Linked DNA regions of Mus musculus: all the other regions are linked to region 1. Evidence: chromatin contacts called from public promoter capture Hi-C data. All regions are on one chromosome and are shown on one strand. The core of a region is the stretch at or near the end of the contact, and the rest is flanking DNA. Distances in the headings are between cores, read along the strand shown. Region 1 holds the start of Ywhaq (tyrosine 3-monooxygenase/tryptophan 5-monooxygenase activation protein theta). Region 2 holds the start of Pum2 (pumilio RNA-binding family member 2). Region 3 holds the start of Rab10 (RAB10, member RAS oncogene family). Region 4 holds the start of Rab10os (RAB10, member RAS oncogene family, opposite strand).

The links. Promoter capture Hi-C pulls out the DNA fragments that hold promoters and counts their contacts.
Region 2: a contact with region 1 is called in a promoter capture Hi-C map of cranial neural crest. The contact joins the promoter of Pum2 here to the promoter of Ywhaq in region 1.
Region 3: a promoter capture Hi-C map of pre-B cells shows a contact between it and region 1. The contact joins the promoter of Rab10 here to the promoter of Ywhaq in region 1. A contact is called at or near these places in 3 of 39 promoter capture datasets (cranial neural crest, frontonasal cranial neural crest and pre-B cells).
Region 4: a promoter capture Hi-C map of cranial neural crest shows a contact between it and region 1. The contact joins the promoter of Rab10os here to the promoter of Ywhaq in region 1. A contact is called at or near these places in 4 of 39 promoter capture datasets (the HPC-7 cell line, cranial neural crest, maxillary cranial neural crest and 1 more).

What each region holds. Positions count from the first base shown.
Region 1 is chr12:21,416,050-21,419,108 of GRCm38.p6, forward strand. It overlaps Ywhaq (tyrosine 3-monooxygenase/tryptophan 5-monooxygenase activation protein theta), which reads right to left and starts at 1,387. Exons shown (of 5, transcript NM_011739.3): 1 at 749-1,387. The coding sequence starts at 1,042. Gm4419 (predicted gene 4419) reads left to right here and starts at 1,833. Exons shown (of 4, transcript NR_166748.1): 1 at 1,833-2,033; 2 at 2,167-2,241; 3 at 2,581-2,785.
Region 2 is chr12:8,672,503-8,675,556 of GRCm38.p6, forward strand. Pum2 (pumilio RNA-binding family member 2) reads left to right here and starts at 1,757. Exons shown (of 21, transcript NM_001160220.1): 1 at 1,757-1,978.
Region 3 is chr12:3,308,572-3,311,944 of GRCm38.p6, forward strand. It overlaps Rab10 (RAB10, member RAS oncogene family), which reads right to left and starts at 1,398. Exons shown (of 6, transcript NM_016676.5): 1 at 721-1,398. The coding sequence starts at 847.
Region 4 is chr12:3,234,504-3,237,470 of GRCm38.p6, forward strand. It overlaps Rab10os (RAB10, member RAS oncogene family, opposite strand), which reads left to right and starts at 1,288. Exons shown (of 7, transcript NR_015551.1): 1 at 1,288-1,426; 2 at 2,782-2,909.

The DNA of each region.
Region 1 (3,059 bases), core at 137-2,636:
GCTATTTAAATTTTAGAAACTTGCTTTATTGAATAAGAGATCTGGGCAATGAATGACTCAAGATTTAAAAGTGCCCCCTCTAATAAGGGTGAATCATAGCAGTTAACATCCCGGTTGGGACTGGATAGTGCAAAACCTGGAAAGCCTTCCTTGCCCATCCACACCAGAAATGCTTTCATTTCCATACACCGGACTAAAGTGAGGCAACAAATAGAAAACAAACAAACAAACACTATTAAATAGTGAAATTTGACCAGGGCATGGTATTCTTCAAATTATCTGTATCCTTTTCATCCAGTGAACTCATCCACCCACCCACCCCCACACCTCTTTAGCAAGGAAAGGCTCAACATATTCTTACATGAAAAATAAAACATGTCTAGATTTTTCACTCCTAAATCTTGGGGGGCTGGGGAAATTCTAGCATCTCTATGGTAAAAGTCCCCATGCCTTCTACGACATGAAAGAACTTACAGATCTCAGGACCACTCTCCTGGCACAAGGTTAAATAGGTCTTTTTCAGTCTTGTGCAAGCCTACGCGGCTACTCCCCCCAAGTTTTTGTACCCCAGAGCTTGGGAAAAAAAGAGTTACCCACCCCCGAGAAAGCTCTGAAACAGGTAAGAAGGAAGCCTGGGGCTCAAATCACAAACTCTCTATCCCACAGGTTTCTCCCCATCGGGAACACCACACAAAAGGGGTGTCGCTCCCGCCGCCCTACTCCCTCACTAATGCCGGCGCCAACTCACCAGGACCGTGGTGCAGATGGACCTCAGCTCCGACTCCACTTTCTCCCGATAGTCCTTGATCAGCTGCAACTTCTTGTCAGAGGTGTCGGTCTTCTGCTCAATGCTCGAGATGACCCTCCAGGCGGACCTGCGGCCCCCTACCACGTTTTTGTAGGCCACCGACAGCAGGTTGCGCTCCTCGTTGGACAGCTCGGCGCCCTGCTCCGTCACGGCTTTCATGCAGGTGGCCATGTCGTCGTAGCGCTCGGCCTGCTCGGCCAGCTTGGCCTTCTGGATCAGCTCGGTCTTCTCCATGGCGAGCGAGGGCGAGCGCCGAGCCGGATCCGGAGTCCTCCTGAGAGCCGCGAGGGGCGGGGCGGGGCGGCGCCGGCGAGGACAAAAAGGAGCGAGGAGAGAGCGCGTCAGACAATGCAGCCGGACGCCCGCTTTGTCTCAGCGCACGAGGCGGCGCGTCCTCCGGCCTCTCACGGGGCCGCCGCCTTCCGCCCGCGCCCTCCGGCCCGCCCGCCGCGCCTCCCCAAGGCCGGAGCGCGGGCCCCACCCGGCCCAAGATGGAAGCGGCCGTTGGTGCCGCACCTTCCCGTCCCAGCCCGAACCTCAGGCGCGCGGTAGCCTAGCAGATATGAGGACCGTGCTCCGCCAACCCGGCCTCGGTACCTCGCGGCGGCTGTTGCAGCCGCAGTCCCAGAGCTGTGTCCGCACTCACCTTCTAGTCTCCGCAGCCGCGACGCGAGTCCCACCACTTTGATCTGCTTTGGGCTTTAGCCGAGGACCCTCCCGTCTCAGCCTAGCACGGAGCCGACGAGCTCGCCACCGACCAATAGAACGCTGCACCTCCCCAAGGAGTCCCGCCTCTAGCTTCTCCTCTGTCCAATGAGGGGCGAGCGCGCGGAAGGGGGCCCAGGGGGCGGGGCGGGAAGCGAAGCGGAGGCTCCGAGGGTGGGTCGGCTCGGGTAGGTTCGGTTGGCCCGCAGGCTGCGGCTTCGGCCACGGGGTTTCCTCCAATTAGATCCAGGGTGAATGGACGTCACTGTTGCCATGGCGATGCTTTTCCAACTCCCCTCATCCTCCCCGCCAGCCCGGCACTCCTGGGTGCGGCACGGGACCGGAGGTGCTTTCGACCTCCGAGGCTGCGACCGCGTGTCCTGTAGCAGCAACCACTGCAGATGGGGCGTTGCAGCTCTCGAGCTGCTGCGGCTGCAGCTGGACTTGGCAGGGGTGAGATAATTAGCCCTTTTGATGCACAAGCGCCTTCCTTTCTTCTACCTTCCTGTTCTTGACAAAGGTTTGTATCCCCAAGACATTAAAATGCAACCCTTACAATTTTCCTGTTTCGGCTACAAATTAGAAATATCCTGATCCCCATTAAAAAAGGATTCGTTCCCAGAGAAAGTGGCTTAATTCAAGTTTTCACACAGGCACCCGAAAGCCAGCAATTCCCTTATGGAAAGGTAGATTCAGGAGATCTGGGCAGGACTGCGTGGCAGCGTCAGGTAAGCATTTCTTTAAAACGGGGAAATGACATTAAGCACGATTTGAACAAACACAGCTGTGACTACCCGATCCCCGGAAGCATATTTCTTAAACATTTCTTTACTACTTTTCCACATTAATGTCTAAGTACACCCTGCCCCGAACACACACACCTTTGTACTCTGTAAAGCATGTATGCATGCTTTTGTTTTTTGTGTGTGATGGGTTTTTTTTCTCCTGATATATTTGTGAAGATCTCATGTTTTTCTCTGCACAATAAACACCCTTCTGAAATGAGAGCATTTGCCCCAGATGCCATGTATTCAGGGTCACAGCTAACATTTTTCTCCTTTAAATAGGCTCCCTTATTTCCTAGCCCTCAATCCAATTCCTAGTGAGGTGGCTGTCCTACCGGACTCAAAGAATGAAACTGCCACCTGGGCTCTGAAGAGATGCCAGTTCCAGTAGTTCCTCAAGGGTTCAAAGAACTTCAGTGACTGCCACAGGCAAAGTGGATTCAAATGCTAAACGGAACCAAGCAGACCGAAGACTGCAGAAAGGAAGGTCTGACACTGAGCACAGATGGGGGGGGGGGGGGGAAGAGACGAAGCTTCCAGAAATTCAGATCTCCTCCCAGCTGCCCCTCCCTACCCAACTTGTAAAGGTTGCTTTGTGCTTTGACCAGGAGAGGCCTGGTTGGAAAGTGACTCTACTCTGTCTTAATACAGAAACGCCTTACTATGCTCCAGTGCAGCGGCGGACGGCCCGGTGTTATTTCTGGAATCCCCAAGGCCAGGCTGCAAGACACACGAGCGTTTATGTTCCTGTGGGTTGGGGT
Region 2 (3,054 bases), core at 507-3,006, about 13 Mb before region 1:
CAGGGGGATTGAGGATCTGGGGGGAGATGGCTCATTCGGTAATAATGTTTACTGAGCAAGCACAAAGATGGTTTGAGTTCCAGAACCTGTTTATAAAACAGGGAATTGTGGCAACTATAGGTAATCACAATGCCTGGCAGACAGAGACAAAAGGATTCCTGGGACTCACTGGCCGGCCAGCCCAGTAAAATCTCAGTGAGAGTGTCAACCTCATCCCTCCACGTGCCATGCACACACATGTGCACCTGTACACACACAAACATGCATATTGATATTTAAAAAGAGGTGGGATTAAGTCAAAGGGCTCTCCTGCATAAATTAGTATCACTATCTAGGGAGTATATGTTATTTTGAGTAGATTATTATAAAAGCAAGCTCAAGCCCTCCCCTCCTGGTCTTTTGTCCTTTTGAGTTTTATCATGGGATTGATTACACAGCCCCAAGGATCTTTCCACTACTTTTAGCATTGGACTTCCTAGTCTTCAGACGCTTGGGAAGTAAATTTATTTTCTTTATTAATGACCTGATTTAGTATTCTGTCAAAGCGATACAACAGTAAGATTTTTATTTATTTATTTATTTATTTATTTTGGTTTTGGTTTTTTGAGACAGGGTTTCTCTGTATAGCCCTGGCTGTCCTGGAACTCACTTTGTAGACCAGGCTGGCCTTGAACTCAGAAATCCGACTGCCTCTGACTCCCAAGTGCTGGGATTAAAGGCGTGCGCCACCACGCCCGGCAAGATAAATTTTAAATCAGTCTGTCTTTATAATGATGAAAACCCAAAGAGCTGTGTTTAACAGGCACTAGGATACATCACATGAACAAAGCACATACAGTCCTTAGCCTGGTAGAGCTCACAGATGCCTAGGGAAGACACTGAGTTAATTAAAAGGCCCTGGATTGTCAAAACCAGGAGGTAAGCCATTAATTAGGAAGTTGTCCCATGAGGGCCTAAACTCTCCAAGAGAGGTGTGATAGAAAGTGGTCCCAACGACTGCGACCAAATCTTTGGAGCCATTGTTGTTCCCTGCAGATTTCAAGGAAGGGCAAGACAATTCTGTAACTGGTAATAAGAAAACATTCAGTCTGATACATAGCCAAGGTAGTTTCTTTTGTGCTTACCCAGTACCCCTGGCTCATCAATTGCAGGAAGTCAGTAACACTTGCCTACTGTAGACGATAACAAGGTGCATTTTTTTTTTATCCCTAAACCTCCAACATTTGAGTGGAAAAGGGGAGATAAACGTTGAGCGGTAGGGCTGTATTAAGGTCTACAACTCCTGTAGGTGCCAGCATACCGGAAGTAGGGGGAAAGAGACTTCAATTTTGGGGTGCATGGGCAGCAGTGCTTACACACAGGCAGTTTAGGGAGAACAATGAGATATCCGGGAGGAAGCGGTGGATGAATAAATTCAGTCTCACACAGAAAGTCGGGGGTTTGCAGCACCACACGAGGCGCGTGACCAGCCCCGGGAGCAGAGCGCCAGAGGTCCGGCGTGCAGGCCAGCCCTGATCCCAGAAGGTAAAGGCCGGGAAGTGCACGCCCGATGGCGGCCTCACCCGCGAGGAGAGCGCCGCGCCAGTGCGCACGCGCGGAGCCCCGGCCGGCCCCCTGCGCCCGGCGCGCGGGAGAAGTACGCACTTCACTGCGAGGCGTCGCGGCTGGGTGAGTGCTCCCCCCTTTCTCCCGCAGTGCTTTGCGCGCGGCCGGTGGGCGGGGGAGGGAGGGGAGGGGAGGCGGCGGCGGCAGCCATGTTGTTGTGAGTCTCTGTGCCTCACCCTCGGTACTTCGGTGGTTCGGAGGAGGAGGGGGAGGAGAAGAAGGAGGTGGGGTGGGGGGGAGGGAGGTAGGAGGAGGAGAAAGAAGACGTCGCCGCCACCGGAGGCGGAGGGGGAGGACGGACGGCCGAGAGCGTCGCCGCCGGTGCCCAACGGTCGGTGTCCCCCGGCTGAGGCAGCGCGGCCGCAGCAGCCCTGTAAGTCAGCCCGCGCTCGCTTCGTCGGGTCCGTGGGCGCCGCGGGGGCCGGCTCTGGGCTTTGTGTGGCGGCCTCCGCGGGAGCAGGCCTCGGGCGGGAACGGGTCGGGCCTGGGCGGGGATCGCGGCGGGCCGCGGCCTGGGCCCCGCTCGCACAATGCCGGGGGAGGGGAGCCGGAAGGGGGTGTGCGCCGGCGGGGGAGGGGGCGCACTCGCCGCTTTCCCGCTTCCTTCCCGCGCCCCGCGCCCTTTGCCGGCCTTAGTGACCAGATCCGTGTGGGTGCCAGGCGGCCTCCAGCCCCTCGGTGCCCACAGTCTGGAAGAAGCACGGTGAATCCAGAGAAACGTGCGAGGTGGAAGTGGGTGAAGCGGAAGGAGTGGGTTTATGAGAGCGAGGGTGGGTGGGCGGGGGTCGCTAGGTTGGGGTGCGGGGTGGTCCTCTGGCCTGCGAGTGTCCAGGAAAACCTTGGCAAACGGATGTGAATGTGAAAGAAAATCGGGACTGGGGTTCGACCTGTTCAGGTGCCTTAGAAAGGAACGTGGTGCTTTTTGTTAGGGGAACATCTCTTCGGTACCCGAAGAACGAGGAACTTGAAAGCCGAAGACCAAAACAGCGACTTCAGATATTCGAACCTTAGTTTTGCTTGTGAATACGGTCAAATTTGAGGGGAAATAAACTGTGCGGAGTTTATGGCCGAACACGTGTAAAGTTAGTGCTTCTTCCAAGAATACGGCTTTAGAAACCCTTCTTTTTCCTCGTAGCCTTTTATTCTGTAACAGCTGAACTTTTGGGGAAGGGAATGGAATTCAGACGTTTTATGTACAAAAGAAGACATGCTATGATAGTTTTTTTCAGATTTAAAGAAATCTGGAGGAAGGGGTTTTCTGTGATGATTTCAGGAGAAATGTTTTTAAATGCTTAGCAGGGTGCAGTGCCTGGAAACGATACAGTGTGTCACGAAAGCAGTTTTAAGGAGTTACCTTGGCGTGTTTGAAGCTTGTTCACCGCTTAGATTCGTGACTCCTAACCATGTGACCGGGTGAATGGAGGATGGTTTAGGGAATTCTGGCCAGGA
Region 3 (3,373 bases), core at 148-2,647, about 18 Mb before region 1:
GTGGTAGTACATTAGAAGTCCTTAGAGCCATGACTGACGAAAGATTTTCCTGTAAATTCTAACATCAAGTAAAACATTAGAACTTGACTTGATTCCATTGGGTTGAAAACAGAAACCGTCCATCTGCTTCGTTGAGGTCTTGAAAAAGCACTGTGAGCCAACCATGCCAGATTCCCACCCCAAGCACGAAGGGCCTCCGATTGTTTGACACATCAATGGTTCAGTCAAGACAGCCAACTCACTTTCCCCCGCCCCTCTCATTTTCCTTAATGATTCTGCAACTCTCAAGTTTACTCCAAGTTACAGTCAGATAGAATATTTTCTCTTTGACCCCCAATTCGGGCCTTTGCCACATAGCCAGTACTGCTTCAATCCCAACCACTAAATTACGTCTATTACAAATAGCACATCAAGTAACTTCATGCAATTATGGTAAGGCCAGGCAAGTCACTTAAAGAAACCGGATTCTGGAACGCTGCTAAATGCTGCATATTTTGTGCCAGAAGGCACCGAACAGAGAAGGAGACTTGAGACCGGATGGTAAGCATGGGAAGACCCCGCCCCAGTAAGGCTATTCCGATTCCAACAGTAACTTAGGTCTGTCGTCTGGAATCGGAATCACTGGAACAAAGGCGTAAATTCCGGGAAGCAAGATGTCTGGAATAAAAGAAAACGGCTCGCGGCTACAGAGCCCCCACACCATCCTCCCACAGGTCTTACCTATGGTGGAAATAAAGGTGGTATTGAAGGCATCGTCCGAAAAACGAAAAAGGACGCAGGTCTTGCCCACTCCCGAGTCCCCGATCAGGAGCAGCTTGAAAAGCAGGTCGTACGTCTTCTTCGCCATTGGGAGGAGCGGCTCGGGCGCTCGCCGCCGGTAGCCCCAAGGGATCGGAACTGCTCACTACAACCAACTCCTCACCCGGGCGTTCTGGGGCCGCAGCAGCCGGGTAGCGTGTGCGGAAGGAGAAAGCAGCTCTCGAGACGGAGCAGGAGACCTTCCGAACGGCCTCGTCGAGGAAGCCCCGACGGTGGCGGCGCCCGTGCCTCCGAGGGGCGGCGCCCGCGGCTCCGCAGCCTCTCCCAGCCGCTCCGCCCGGTTCCGGGGAGTCGGTCGGGACAAAATGGCCTCCCCTCCCCCCTCAGCGCAGCTCGGCCGGGACGCTCCCACGGGCGGACGAGCGAGCTCTACGTCGAGGGAGCGCGGCGGGCTTGAACACGGCCTCCGCCCGGAGCAGAAACCCCGCGCTAGGACACGGGCGAGGGCAGCGGGAGGTCTCGCGAGCCGACAAGCCCTGCTACATAACCCCAGGAAACAGAGCCGCCCCGGCCAGAGCCACCTTTTTCCCCGTGCCCTCTCACGCCGGCGTGCGCGCAGCCTGAGACGCACGCAAGGACGTACACCCGCCCTTCTCTCGCGCCCTCGCCCCTGCGGCCCGCCTCTGCGCACGCGCGCGGGCGGGCAAGTAGGGCACGCGGAGGCGGGACCAGAGGGGGCGAGGCCGCGGGCGCGCTCCCTACGGCCTCCTGATTGGGTGAGCGGCTTGACGAACACGCCCCGCGGGGGAGGTGCGGCCCGGGAACTGCGCAGGCGCACTACGTCCGTATAGCTCCTGCCCTCCCTCCCTTGCCTTTTCCGGGGCGCCCAGCTGACTGCTGGAATCCTCTACTCCCTCTCAGTATCCTGTTGAGGAGCTAAGGATGTTAGCCCAGCGACGGGCGTGGCTGGCTGTGTGTGTGTGTGTGTGTGTATAGTTCATATAGATGAGAGAGAAAGAAGTGCTCTGGGCCACTCAGGAACCTCCTTACTAAACCCGGACATCTCCAGAAGAGATCCCGCTTGTGGGCTGGTCCTGACAACCTGGTCTCCTTAAGAAGCTAGAGTTGATAGAGCCGGGATTCCAAACTGAAAAAGGCGCAGCGCTCCTGGGGTTGGAATGATGTCATCGGCCTGAGGAACCCCGGGTGCGGGGAGAACCTCCCTGCGAATGGAAGCTTCTTTGCTGCTTCGGGCCTAAGCAGCCCTTGGAATCCCGGGAGCTGAAGCGCTCTATTCAGAAAAGGCGGGCGGTCACTGTAGCCAAAGTTGTACCACCAAATCGAAAATCTGAAAGCCTGCCCCATCCCAACCGATCTCTTCCTTGCTTTTCACTTGTTTGTAGGTTGGTTGTTTTGTTGCAAAGTCTGTACACCAGTACTGACTTCCAATTCATGAATCTCCAGTCTCAGCCTCCTGAGGGCTACTCTGGTGGGGTAACTCCACCACACCTGTGCCATGTCTTTTCTCTAGTTTTGTCCCTTTTCCCTCTCTCCCTATCAGTTTTATTTACACCTCCCTTTTCTTCCTTTCTATAGTCGAAATAAGCAAATTTCTAACTTACCTTTCTAAGTATGCTCCAGCACCCGCAGAATGTGATGGTAGAATGGTTGAACCTGATGAGCTGATTCACCAATAAGGAGATTTTTATTTAGGTAAATTTTATATACACACACACATAACTAATTAGCATATAACAAATATATAAGCATATTAAATAAAAATAAGCTACACTTTGGCAGACACCTCGCCATCACCAACATGTGCATTTCATGTGTAAGTAAAGCCTTTGATCATGTTCTTTTCTGACCATCTTAGATGTGATCATGCTCTTCAAAGACTTGTCCTCCTTCTAAACACCCATAAGCCTTTGAAGGTGTTTGTGTTCTCTAAACCATCTCCCAGTTGATTCTCTGATTGGTTTTAGTTTTCTCATTAAACTATATCCTCCAAATCATTCTTCCTCCAGCTGGGACTGTCGTGCTGTATCATGAATCAACAATTCTATTAAAAGTTGTCGGTAAGCTTCTCAGCTTTGTCTTAGCTCAGTCATAATCTTGAGCACCCCAGGAAAATCTTCAAGGAGCTGGGGATGTAGCGCACTTGTACAGTGCCTGTCTAGCATAAATGAAGCCCTGGGTTCAATTCTTGCAAGTTGGGGACCAGAAAATCAGAAGTGTAGAGTCATCTTTGATAACAAAAGAGAATTGGATGTCAGCCTGGGAGACCTTGTCAGAATGTGGAGGTGGGTTGAGATTATTCTTTCTCAAATAGCTCAATTGATTAAATTCCAATACTGTAAAGCATTCTGAAAGTCCTAGTCTGTAAATTACCCAGGCAAGCCTCAACCTTCTCCAGATTCGCCCTCCCAAGTTTGCAGGTGTGTGCTACCGCCCCTTCTTGAATGTAATTGGATTTATTAGTTTTTAAAGTAGAAAGCTGAATTTGGGAAACAATACTATCACACAAATTTGGGAAGTAATGGACTGCTAGAAATAATTACCATTTTTTTCAATTTTTTATTAGGTATTTATTTCATTTACATTTCCAATGCTA
Region 4 (2,967 bases), core at 38-2,537, about 18 Mb before region 1:
CACACGTGGGATAGTCACTGAATCTTAGGTGGATGGTCACTGCATTTCTGTTAAGACGACTCTCTACATCTCAGGTTGGATAGTCATTGCATCCCATGTGGGATTTTCACTGTATCTCAGGTAAGATGGTGACTTCATCTCAGGAGAGACGATCACATCTCAAGTGGTCACTTCATCTCAGGTGGGATGGTCACTACATCTCAGGTGGGATAGTCAACTGCATCACAGGTGGGATTATCATCCCATCTCACCTGGGATGGTCACTACATTTCAGATGGCATAGTCACTGCATCCTAGGTGGAATGGTTACAACATCTCAGGTGGCATGGACACTGCATCTCATGTAAGAATCACTCAGGTAGAATGTTCACTGCATCAAAGGTGAGATGGTCACTGCATCTCAGGTGGATGGTCACTGTATCTCAGGTAGGATAATCACTGTCAATACATCTCAAGTGGCATGCTCACTACATCTCATGTGGGATGGTCACTGCATCACAGTTGGGATCGTCACTGCATCTCAGGTGAGATGGTTACTGCATCTCAGGTAAGAGTCATTACATCTCCCTTGGGATGGTCACTGCATCACAGGTGAGATGGTTACTGCATCCGCTCCGGTTGGTGTCAAAGGATATGGATTTGCCTGCGGTGAAGCGGCCACGGTGAGGGGAGGCCGGGCATGCGGGCGCTTCGACCCGGTGACAGGGCAGCGTATTAATACGGTACGTTCCTGGGAGGTTAGACCCGGAGATGTACAGGTAGGAACTACACCTCCCAGCGTGCCTCCCAGTGAAACTCGGGGCTACTGTGGCGTCACTTCCTATGGCAAACAGGAAGTCATGCCTAAAGCAGGAAATAACTGCAACTCCCAGCATGCTTGAACCCTAACTTCCAGACAGGAAGTTCCTCCGTTCCAACAGGAAGTGAGTCCTTCTACCGCATTGTAAATCTCACGAGAACTCGGAGCGGCAGCGTGACATTGAAGACTTCCAGTTCCGGGTTCCGCTGATCAGAAGCGGACAAGCAAACAGCGGATGTGCAGTTCCTCTCTTCGCCGAACCCGGTTTTCCCTTTCGGAGCAGCGCGACCGATTTCCGGTTTCCCCGCCGCAACCACCGTTACCCCCCCCCCGCCCCAATCCCCGGCGACTCCAGCGACGTCACCGGTTCAGCTCCTGACCTTTCGGCGAACCGCAGAACCACAGGCGACCCGTTCGACGTCATCACTCCCCGCCCAGATGTCGCTGTGACATCACCCCGCACGTGCCTGCGCTGGCACCGCGTCGTCCTGGCGAGCGCCTCCTCGCGGCGGAAGGAGATCCTGGGGTTCGCTGTGCGAGACATGTCGGCGGGGTTTCACGTGAGTGACACTTGGTCCCCACGGGATTGACAGCGACTAGCGGAGTGGCATGTGGACGTAGCTTCAGGTGAGTGACCTGTTTTTTCCCAAGAGGCACTGACAGACAGGCCAGGGACGGAGCCTGAGCGAGGGCTGGGAGTGGCTGAGCGTGAGTGACAGGGGCCTGGGGCGGGGTCTTAACTAAGCTCCTGCAAGAGACATAGATTTGCATGGGGTCTAAGTTTCATTGCTGCTCGTTTGCATGAATTTGAGTGAATTTGAATGGCTGCTTGGTTTTGTTCTACCCAGGTTTATATAACCTCCCCTGACCTGTATAAATTAGCATATCGTGTACGTTGGGAATTTGCATACGCTCATGTGACATCAGTTTCGCATGATGAAAATTTGCATAAATTTGCATAATGACAGCTCCCCTGAGTAAATTTCCATAAACATAAACGATGTTATGGCTTTACTCTGCGTGTATTTGTCATGTAAATTTGCATGCATTTGCATAAAACTGCATGACGTTATGGCTTTTCCTGAGTTCAGATGATGTCACAGTTTCCCTCCTTGCCATTGACACGTGTCCAGATGATGTCATCACCCTGTGACACCCCCCCCCCCGCATTTGTATATATTGTATATATTCTCTTGACGTCCTGGCTGGGGGTGTGCCCAAGAGTGATTGAGTCATTGTGGGCAGGGCCTTGACGCGTGTCTGACCCCACCCATTCACCCCTTCCCCCCACCCCAGGGCCTGGCCTTCATGGTCGTCCATCCTGCCTTCCCCGAGATGCTGAGCAAGGCCACCTGGCCCTGCCTCCAGTACTTTGCCGCGAGGGGGGGGGGGCACAAAGGTCAGTGGGAAGGGGCCTCAGGGTAGCTACTTTCATCTTTTTAGGAAGATGGGCGTGGTCTGTTGGTGGCCATACCCACTGTAAGTGGCATCATGATTGCAGTTCTGAGTTTGGGAGAAGAGGGTGGGTTCTGGGGATGATGGAGCGGGGAAATGAGGTCACCACACCAACCACAAGTGATGTCACTTCCTGCTTTTTGGGAGCTTTATGGGCAAGACATCAGGATGGTGGGTGGGGCCAGGCCCACTGGAAGTGATGTCATTTTCAGGATTTCTGACTTGTGGGTGGGGCTTCTGTGAGGGGCTGCCAGGAAGTCTGGTATGATGTCACTTCCAGCTCCACCCGTCCCTCCCCCAGGAAGACCCAGAGACCTTGACCCTGTGGTGGTGTGTGGCCCTGCCCCTTCCACACCCATTGCAGGCCTCGACCCTTTTCATCTTATCCCCGCCCACTTCCCAACGCCATTGCACACTTCCAGCCAAGCCCACTGTGCCTGGCCATGCCCTCCACTTCCTGTCCCGCCCATCACCTCAGGCCCTGCCTGCTTACTTCCTGTCATGCAAATTTGTGCAAATCTATTCAGGTGACCTCACTGACCCCGCCCCTGACTCCACCCCTTGTGATGACCCCACCACTGACCCACAGGCCTTGGAGGGGCTGATCCTGGAGAAGTCAAAGGACCAGGAGGACGCCATGGGGGGTGCTGTACAGGTGAGTGGGGCCTTCTGGGGACGGAGCAGGCAGAACAGAAAGTGACATCATAGGAGAA